Regions from separate parts of the Danio rerio genome. Here region 1 is linked to region 2. The links are chromatin contacts, called in public HiChIP or PLAC-seq maps. All regions are on one chromosome and are shown on one strand. Each heading gives the region's core, a stretch centred on a gene start, on an enhancer-like site or on the middle of the called end of the contact. The rest is flanking DNA. Distances are from core to core; before and after follow the strand shown.

What was found. HiChIP or PLAC-seq counts read pairs in DNA pulled down with a chosen protein or histone mark.
Region 1: a contact with region 2 is called in an H3K4me3 HiChIP or PLAC-seq map of gastrula embryo, with 3 times the contacts expected there. The contact joins the promoter of gfra4b here to the promoter of si:ch211-107m4.1 in region 2. A contact is called at or near these places in 2 of 4 datasets of contacts at active chromatin or transcription factors (embryo and gastrula embryo).

What each region holds. Positions count from the first base shown.
Region 1 is chr14:26,879,674-26,884,259 of GRCz12tu, forward strand. It overlaps gfra4b (GDNF family receptor alpha 4b), which reads left to right and starts at 2,734. Exons shown (of 8, transcript XM_688916.9): 1 at 2,734-3,144. The coding sequence starts at 3,102. It overlaps LOC137487584 (a long non-coding RNA gene), which reads right to left and starts at 74. Exons shown (of 6, transcript XR_011006204.2): 1 at 37-74. It also overlaps a transcript of atp7a not described here.
Region 2 is chr14:26,783,653-26,787,831 of GRCz12tu, forward strand. si:ch211-107m4.1 reads right to left here and starts at 1,623. Exons shown (of 15, transcript XM_692655.11): 1 at 913-1,623; 2 at 707-836. The coding sequence starts at 1,441. It also overlaps a transcript of atp7a not described here.

The DNA of each region.
Region 1 (4,586 bases), core at 1,484-3,983, 97 kb after region 2:
TCAGTAAAATACCAACATTTAGGTAGTTTGACTCACCAGTTGCTGTTCTAAACCTCAGATGGAAAATGGCGTCTGGAAAGTTCTTCAGTGACTGGGGCTCCATGAATTCCCGGATGTTGGAAATAACACCACCAAGTGTTGAAAAGATAACTCCTTGATTTCGCACTGAATAAAATCAATTCTAACTCTTATTATATTCATTTGTCAAAATCTAACTCTTTAACGTCAACACTTTACTCTGAAATGCATCAACACCGAGAAATTAACTCAGATGAATTTGCTGTGCAGTTTGGTATGTATGCGATTGCTGCTGAAGTGGATATTAATGGCTCAGGTCATTTTAAAGACGAACTATGTGCTGTAATTTAGATCTACATAGGCACTTTTCAAATTTATTTACAAAAAGCCTAAACTCTTAATTGACTGATATTGCCTACATTAGTTAGCATAAAAACAAAAACAGTGTAGCATGTAATAATGACATACCGTAGACGGATAGAATGCAATACAATGTGATTATGAGGCATAATTGACTATTTTAATGAGCTCTACAGTGCCTGGTTGCACTAGTATGCATTCATTAAGATGAAGGCCATGGCTTGTGTTGTAGCACCACAGCCTTGGCAAGAAGGTTAGCAGATCTCTAAGGTGCACTTTGATTGCCAATATGAAGCAGGGCTCTACCCTCCTTATAGGTGCTTTTCCCAGTCCATTATATATATTTACATTTGTGGTCAGTCGATAGAGGTTTTCATCCTGGTTCTCTCTGGAAAAAAAAAGATAGATAAGTTGGTCACTTTAACCCTCATAATGCATTGAACCAAAGGAAATATATATTTTATCCATTTATGTAACATTTAGTAAGGGAATATAATTTTATTTTATATTTTAAGGGAATATAATTTGCATTTAAAGGCCTCAAAATACAAAAATAAATTTGCATGTTTCTGTTTGGATTATTTTCCTACTATTAGGTGCCAAACGTTTATTGCCAAGTTATCTATAATGTTATATTATCATAAAACTTTGCAAAATGTTCCTAGCTTATTCTTAGCTCACACATACTCTTTTGGGAATAAACTTTGTTGATTAACATAAATATGTATGCCTATTGACAAACTATTGCAGCATGAGATCAATGATTTTATCATAAGAAGGTAAAAGTTTATGCAAGTAAAATGAATTTATTTAGTCTGAAAACTTTTCAGAGTGATATTTATGTTTGTTCAGAAGTATAGGTTCCATAAACGTGGACTGTTTTTGAGCAACATTCATTCATGCATATTTTGCTTAGTCCCTTTATTAATCAGGGGTCGCCACAGCAGAATGAACCGCCAACTTATCCAATATATGGTTTACGCAGTGGATGCCTTTCCAGCTGCAACCCAGCATTGGGAAACACTCTTACAATTTTGCATTCTCACATATACACTACAGACAATTTAGCTTATTCAATTGACCTGCACCACATGTCTTTGGACTGTGGGGAAAACCACCCGGATGAAACCCACGCAAACAAGGAGAAAACATGCATAATGCCAACTGACCCAGCCGGAGCTCGAACCAGAGACCTTCTTGCTGTGAGGCAACCTTGCTACCAACTGCGTCAATGTGATGCCTTCTTGAGCAACAATAATTTAGAAATTCAACAGAAATAAAAAAAACAAAAAAAAACAGCCTTTTTATTTTAAATATCAACTAATACCAGTATAATTAGTCATTTAATTATTAAAAAGTTACCAATAATACACATGGTTTGCGTTGAAAAATAAACTAATTGTTTTCTAAAACAGAAAAAGCTGTTCTGAATGTAAAAATTACTGTCTCTGGCCTCTGGCGCCTAGACTGCAGCTTTGCACAAGAAGTTTGGCCAGAAAAGAAATGTTTGTGCCCAATTGAGACTGGTTTTTCTCAAGATTTTTTCCCCCTTCACTTTTGTCAATTGGTGAAGTTTGTTCCTCGCCACTGTTGCCACTGGCTTGCTTGGTTTGTGACTTGTAGAGCTGCATATCGATAGATTTACTCATGAGTGTTTAGGCTTTCAGCAGTGAAAATTATACCACAACATTCAACTGAAAACTGGACTAACACATTTACTAGAACTTCTATGTTAAGCTGCTTTGACACAATCTATATTGTAAAACTGCTATAGTAATAAAAATGAATTGAATTGAATGCATTACAAATGGTGAAAGTCTACAAAAAACAAAAAAACAGAAGTATTTCACTGGACCGCAATAGTGACAGCATATTGTATACAATACTGAATGCATCTAATAGACACAGAAAACAAATTTCATTGAAAAGTGTTTATCAGCATTTTTTTTTCACTTTTTCACTTACTTTTCGAGTGCCTTAATTGGATGATTTTTTCTGATGATCTTAAAAAACAAAAAACAAAAAAAAAAAACGACACATTAATTAACCCAGATTCACTTTTAATTAGTTTTTTTTTTTAATCACAATTTTGTCATTTTATTTCATTAAAATACACAGTTACAGGACATAATCAAGGAGAAGGTTTGAAGCAGACAGACATCTGATCGCTACTGGCTGTCGTAAGTCACCCGTGCATTGACATATTTTTCTGTCCCCTCATATAAATTGTACTCATTTGGTGCCATCTATATAGGCAGCACACTGGGTTTTGAGACACAGCTCAGCAAGCTCTATCTCTCTCTTTGAGACACAGCTCGGCTCGCTCTCTTTCTCTCTCACTCTCGATCTCTGCTCAGAGTTTGATCTTCACTCAGTGAAATCTGACTCTTCATTCACTCGTGTTCTTGCCCTTAAAGAGAACAAATGTCAATACGAGATAATGGAGCAGGTGGACAACTTTCATTAGCGCTTTAATTTAATTTGCATCTTTATCTGAAGCTTTGATTGACAGTTTGACACTTGGCGGTGCGGCGCGCGCGCGGCTGCCCTCCGTGTTTCAGTGGACGTCCATCTCTCATTTGACCATTTTAAGACTCTTTAACATGCCGAACTGCTATGTGCCGCGCTGAAAACAGGACTGCTTTCGTCTGTCGGTAACCTCAGAATATAAAAGCGACAGTTTGGCGACATTTCATATCAGTTCTCTTCAGACGCGCGCAGAAATGGATCTTATGGGAATCTACCTGCTTCATCTCAGCTTTGCCGGTAGGTGATGTGCTGCATGCGCTTTTCATCTTCAATACTCGCCCACATCAAAGTTCTGAGCTGAAACAAAGCTGAGAGATTCTTTAATTATCTTTTCTTTATTGGTGTGCTCTTTCTTTCACCACAGGCGTTCTGTAGTAGCGGAATTTTTAAAGAGATTCGTGAGAATGAGTCGAACGATAACTTGATTGATTCGCTGTTGGTTTTATGGGCACATGTGTTTTTCGTTATTAGTCAGTTAATGAGGTGTTTACTCGGGTGTAAAAGGTTACAGCTTCATTTGCATTTGTTCTATGTCAAAAATTACACTTGATAAGAGGGCTATGTTAATTCACTGTAATAAAACTAAGACTTTAATTGCATAAATTATAATAATAAGTAAAAAAGTAATGTCAAGCTGTACAAAACAACGTTTTTATGTAGACCCCTTTGAATAGAGATGGTAATTCTGCGTGTCTCTGTGTGTCTGTGTATTATTTTACAACATAATTTCAATGTATATAAAATTCATATCCTGATGAACATGATGTGACTAGTGCGTTCAGTCTGCTTGATGACCTTAGAGTAGTTAGCAGTGATTTTTGTTAATGCAGGGTCACATCCAACAGAATATTAAAATGTAAACTCTGTCCCTATATAAAGGATGCAGTGTGTTGTCAGTAGTCCTGAAATTTGCAGCCTCAGTTGATTGAATTGGCTGTGTGTTTTAGCAGATTGGATTTGTGCGAAGGATGTCTCTGCTTTGCTGCTAATTTAATTAGATTTTCAGGTAGCTTGTGTATTAAATGAGTGTGTGCCTGTGTGTTGTTTTTGAATTCAAGGATGTACATACAGTATGCGTGGCATCATAACAAGGGCATTTGCATGTTTGGAAAAATGGATCCACAGATGAAAGCTTTGTGAAAATGAAATGAAACCACAAGAAGCAAATCAATAGCCTGGAAACATCATTTTCATTCATACATTTCAAAACATTACATTACTGTGCATTAATACACCAGTGTGAACACTTTAGCCATCTCTCCTTATCCAAAATAGCTGCTTTTTGTCAGAATGGATGCAGTGAAAGAGCAGAAAGTCTGGTTACTGATCATTTGCTCATAGGATAACAAATTGACTGGCAGTGATTTAAGAGTTTGTATTCTGTTTTCAACGGCAGTTATACAGTCAATTTTCTATTTAGTTTAATCAATTTGATTTTATTTGTATAACATTTAGGTTATTTTTACCTTCTGGTTTGTCCTTTCAAGCAATCAATCATCATTTCATATTACCCAGTAAACAGACAAAAGTAAGTCAGTATAGTGCAGTTAGACATGTTGCATCACCCAAAGTGATTAATAACTTCAATTCTTAAAAAAGGGTAAGACCATGCCAGACACAACAGTGGCACTATTTCTCCCACTTAAAGAAACAATATACTTATAACCCCTCACTTTATG
Region 2 (4,179 bases), core at 373-2,872:
AGCTAAGGCTTAAACCTGAAAGTGTGCCGTGTTTAAAACTATTGATTCATCTATAAAACAGTCGACTCATAGTGGTTCAAATGAATCGTCTTGATAACGAGTCTTTAGCCATGCCGGCGTAACATTGATACGGAACTTGAGCCCCATTCATTTGCTTTGTTTATGGATTTAAATGTGCTTATGAGCTCACGAGAGGGAGGGGGCATGGTTGAAATTACGGAAGTTTTCCGGGAGAAATAACAAAACGGGAGTATGGCAGGCAGGAGATGGGTCTGAAATGCGGGAGACCCCTGGGAAAAATGGGAGTGTTGGCAGGTATGCTCACACATACACTGCACTCAGACTACTTCAAAATTGTTGATAAGCCTTAAAGAGTGCATCTCTCTGTCTCGTGCTGAACGATGTCGACCAATTGGAGTAAGAAAATATGACAGTCAACAGACTGTCATCGGGCCAATCAGTGCAGATTAGCTTCGCACTAAGGAGGGGTTTGAGAACAAATGAAACGATGAATGAATCATATGGGAGTGGCTGGGATAATTAGGTAAAAATGAATGCATATTATAAGACAATTAAAGGGTTTTTTGACCTTGCATGCATATCAGCCGGTTGGAGACCCCCAAACCAGAAATACGACCCTTTTTAATGCATAAGAGGGGCTCTTTAACTACCAATTATTGCAATGTCTACATAACAATATCAGTACCTATTGTAAAGAATGTCCTCTTTGAACTCATAATAATCTCTCCCCCTCTCCTCATAAGGCTTCTCCGGTTCTCTGCTATCCTCTGGTGTGGAGTCCACGGTCTCATGTCCATCTGACGGATTATAGAGCTCTGCAAGAAACAGACAGCATCATCAACATTTCTTTTCAATATAATGATTAGTTTTTAACAGAGGTCTGAGACTTACCCTGTTCTTGCTCCTGTGGTTCTTTAGAAATACCCAAGGCTGATAATGAGCCTCCTGACAATGCATTTTCTTCAGCGTCTCTCAGGACTGACGGCTGTGGATCAACGTTAGTCTGCTGTAACCTCTTCTCAATAGCCTGTAAAGTACTCGTGGTCAGCGGCTCTGCGATGGCACTAGCATCGATGAGGCGACATGAACAGAGCTGCTGTGGTTCAGTCTGTGTACTTTGATCAGCAAAATCTTTCATGCTGGTGTTTGAAGAACTAGCGCACACTGGAGACTGCGTCCTAACACACGGCTTATGTTCATCAGAGAGAAACGCTGACGAATCTTCTGGAGGTTCTGTGATAGTCTCTTCACACACATTTTCCACTGTATCTCCACGTTTGACGGGTTCATTTTCAGCTTCAATCGCAGAGATTAGCCGAACCACAAGCTCGGCCTTCAGGCCCTTCGCTTCAAGTCCTCGCTCTTTCAACATGGCCCGCAACTCCGTCACTTTCAGCTTTTTCACTTCCTCCCGCAGCATTTTTAAAAATAATTGTCAGTTACACATTAAGACTTAAAAACTAACACATATGGGATCCAATTGTAAGGAAAAGGTCGCCGAGTTAAGCTTTACTCTTAAAACTTTTTGGGAATTTTCTTCCTCAACTAACGTTACCAAAACATACACAACAACCCGCTGTAGAGGATTCAAGAGCGTTGACTGAGAGCTGATTGGCTGCTGAGAGAGATAATCGTTGATTGGTTACCAGCGGTGACGTAAGCGAGATTCATATTTGTGAATCGATTCTCTTGAACAAGCTAAACATGTTTTGGAAAGATTTAAACTCAATATTTCATATATGTTTGAATTTTGTGGTTAAGAAAAAGAGACATTTTACATCTTTTTTCACTGTATTTACTCAAGAATATTTGGAAAGATTTGGAATTGTTTATTAACAAAAAAATGGAGATTAAGATAGAAATTGGTTTATTTGATGTGTTTTATTCTGATAATGAGAACTTGAACTGTAAAGGACAATATATTTTTCATTTGTTTATGCTGTTAGGAAAATTCTATAACCATAAGAAAAAGTGGCCTCAATGTAAACCAAACTTAACCCATTTTGTGAATGATTTTAAACAATATGTAAATCTTTTAGAACAATCACAAAACAAAAAAAGCACTGAAAACATGTAATGCTATGAAAACATTTATTTTAATGTAAATGTAATGTTAATATATATATATATATATATATATATATATATATATATATATATAATTTAATATATATATATATATATATATATATATATATATATATATATATATATATATATATATATATATATATATATATATATATATATCACTCTTTCAGAAGCTGTGAAATGTAATACCTCTCATTCTTGTGGCATTGAGTTAAAAAAAAAAGATTCTCTTGAAAAAATATTAGTGTCGAAAAATATTTTAATGGTGTATCTGGATATATTTGTGTTTATTTCAACTGATTTTAACACATTGGTAATCATCTCTGATCATGTCTTTAAGTTTGGTGTGACAAACCTCAATTTGTCTTTGATTTCAGGCAATTTGCTTGTAATTTTGTTGGGCAATAATGAGGATTTCTGATTTTTTGAGAAGTGTTACCTGGCGACACAGATATTTGCAGATTATAACTTTGTTTCTGAGAACTATAATCTGCAGAACATAGAAAAAAAAACTTTGTTCAATATTAATAAACATGCTTCCAATTAGTTAAGATTAATTATTTAGGTGGCACAGTGGCTCAGTGGTTAGCACTCTCACCTCACAAAGAGAAGGCCACATGCAGGTTCAAGTCCTAGCTGGACCAGGAGGGCTATGTGGGCTTGTGTGTATGTGTTTTTGTGACATGTCAGGACACAAATCTGTATAATGACATGGGCATAACACAGGTATTACAAAAAGCAGATGAAATATGAGGACATGATGTCCTCATTTCTCAAAAAACTTTTAAATCATAAAGAATATTACAATTATTTTAGAGAGTAAAGCTGTACACAGTCTGTGATGATGGTTGGGTTTAGGGGTAGGGTGGGGTGAGGGCAATACAATTTACGGTTAGACAGTATAAAATGAATGGAAACCTAATGTACCCACTTTTCACAAAAACAAATATGTGTGTTTCTGAGTGTTCTGGTTTTCCCCTACAATCCAAAGATATGTACAGTAGTATTTACACCTATGTATCACCTATTTAATATAGGTGAGTTGAATAAACTAAATTGGCCGTATTGTGTGTCTGTGTGTGTGGGTGAGAGAGTGATGGGTCATGGTTGGAACGGCATCCGCCTGATAAAACATATGCAAACATATGTGGTGGTTCATTCCACTGTAGTGACACCAGAATAATCAGGGAGATGAACGATAGTGAGTTAGTGAAACTTTTTAAAAATTCTTAAATAAAATGAACATTAGTTCCCTCAAACTGCAACAACACTAATGAAACTTGAAATTGTTTATAAATATATATTTTTCCCTTTTTTTCATAAAAGTCCAAAGATAAGCTCATCTAATATGTTTTATTTGCATCTATATATTAGTTATAAGTAGTGATGTAAGTGAGAACATTTTAATGATTCAACATATTCAGGCTCGTAGTCAGCCTGGTGAAAGGGGTAGCCTTTTTCTCAAAAAGTGGACTTTTCTGCAGTTATTGGGCTCATTTTCTGTTTAATTAAAAGCTTTAAATACTGCATTTTAGTGACATTTTAAGCACTATTTTTTTTGCTGGATTAGCTTGTCAGATGGTCATCATAACCACACATTTTGCTGAATGAAAAACATTTCCTAAAGATTCAGAATAAAGAAACATGAAAACAATAGCCTACTTATTCTTCAGTACAAATTTATCACATCATATATCATTAGAAAAAAATAGGAATCTGTTAAATTTTTTAAAATGAATTGTCATTTATTAGGCAAATAACAAACTAGCCAGCACATTCAGCTTGCCTACGGGCCTGATATTTGTGTTTATTGTTAGAAACTACAGCTGAACAAGGTATTTGTAGTACTTTTAACTATAATCAATACCCCAAAACATGCAAAAAATATGCATGCACTCACTTATATAATGAACAATTTTCATAATGGTATGTGACTTGAATCAGAGCTTTTGTTTTAATCATTGGGAAGGGGAGAAAAATCAACAAAAAATATCACATTAAATCTAAAATAATAAATAATTGGTTCAAAGATTGATTGGTTTAAAAAAGCATTAGATCAAAATAAAG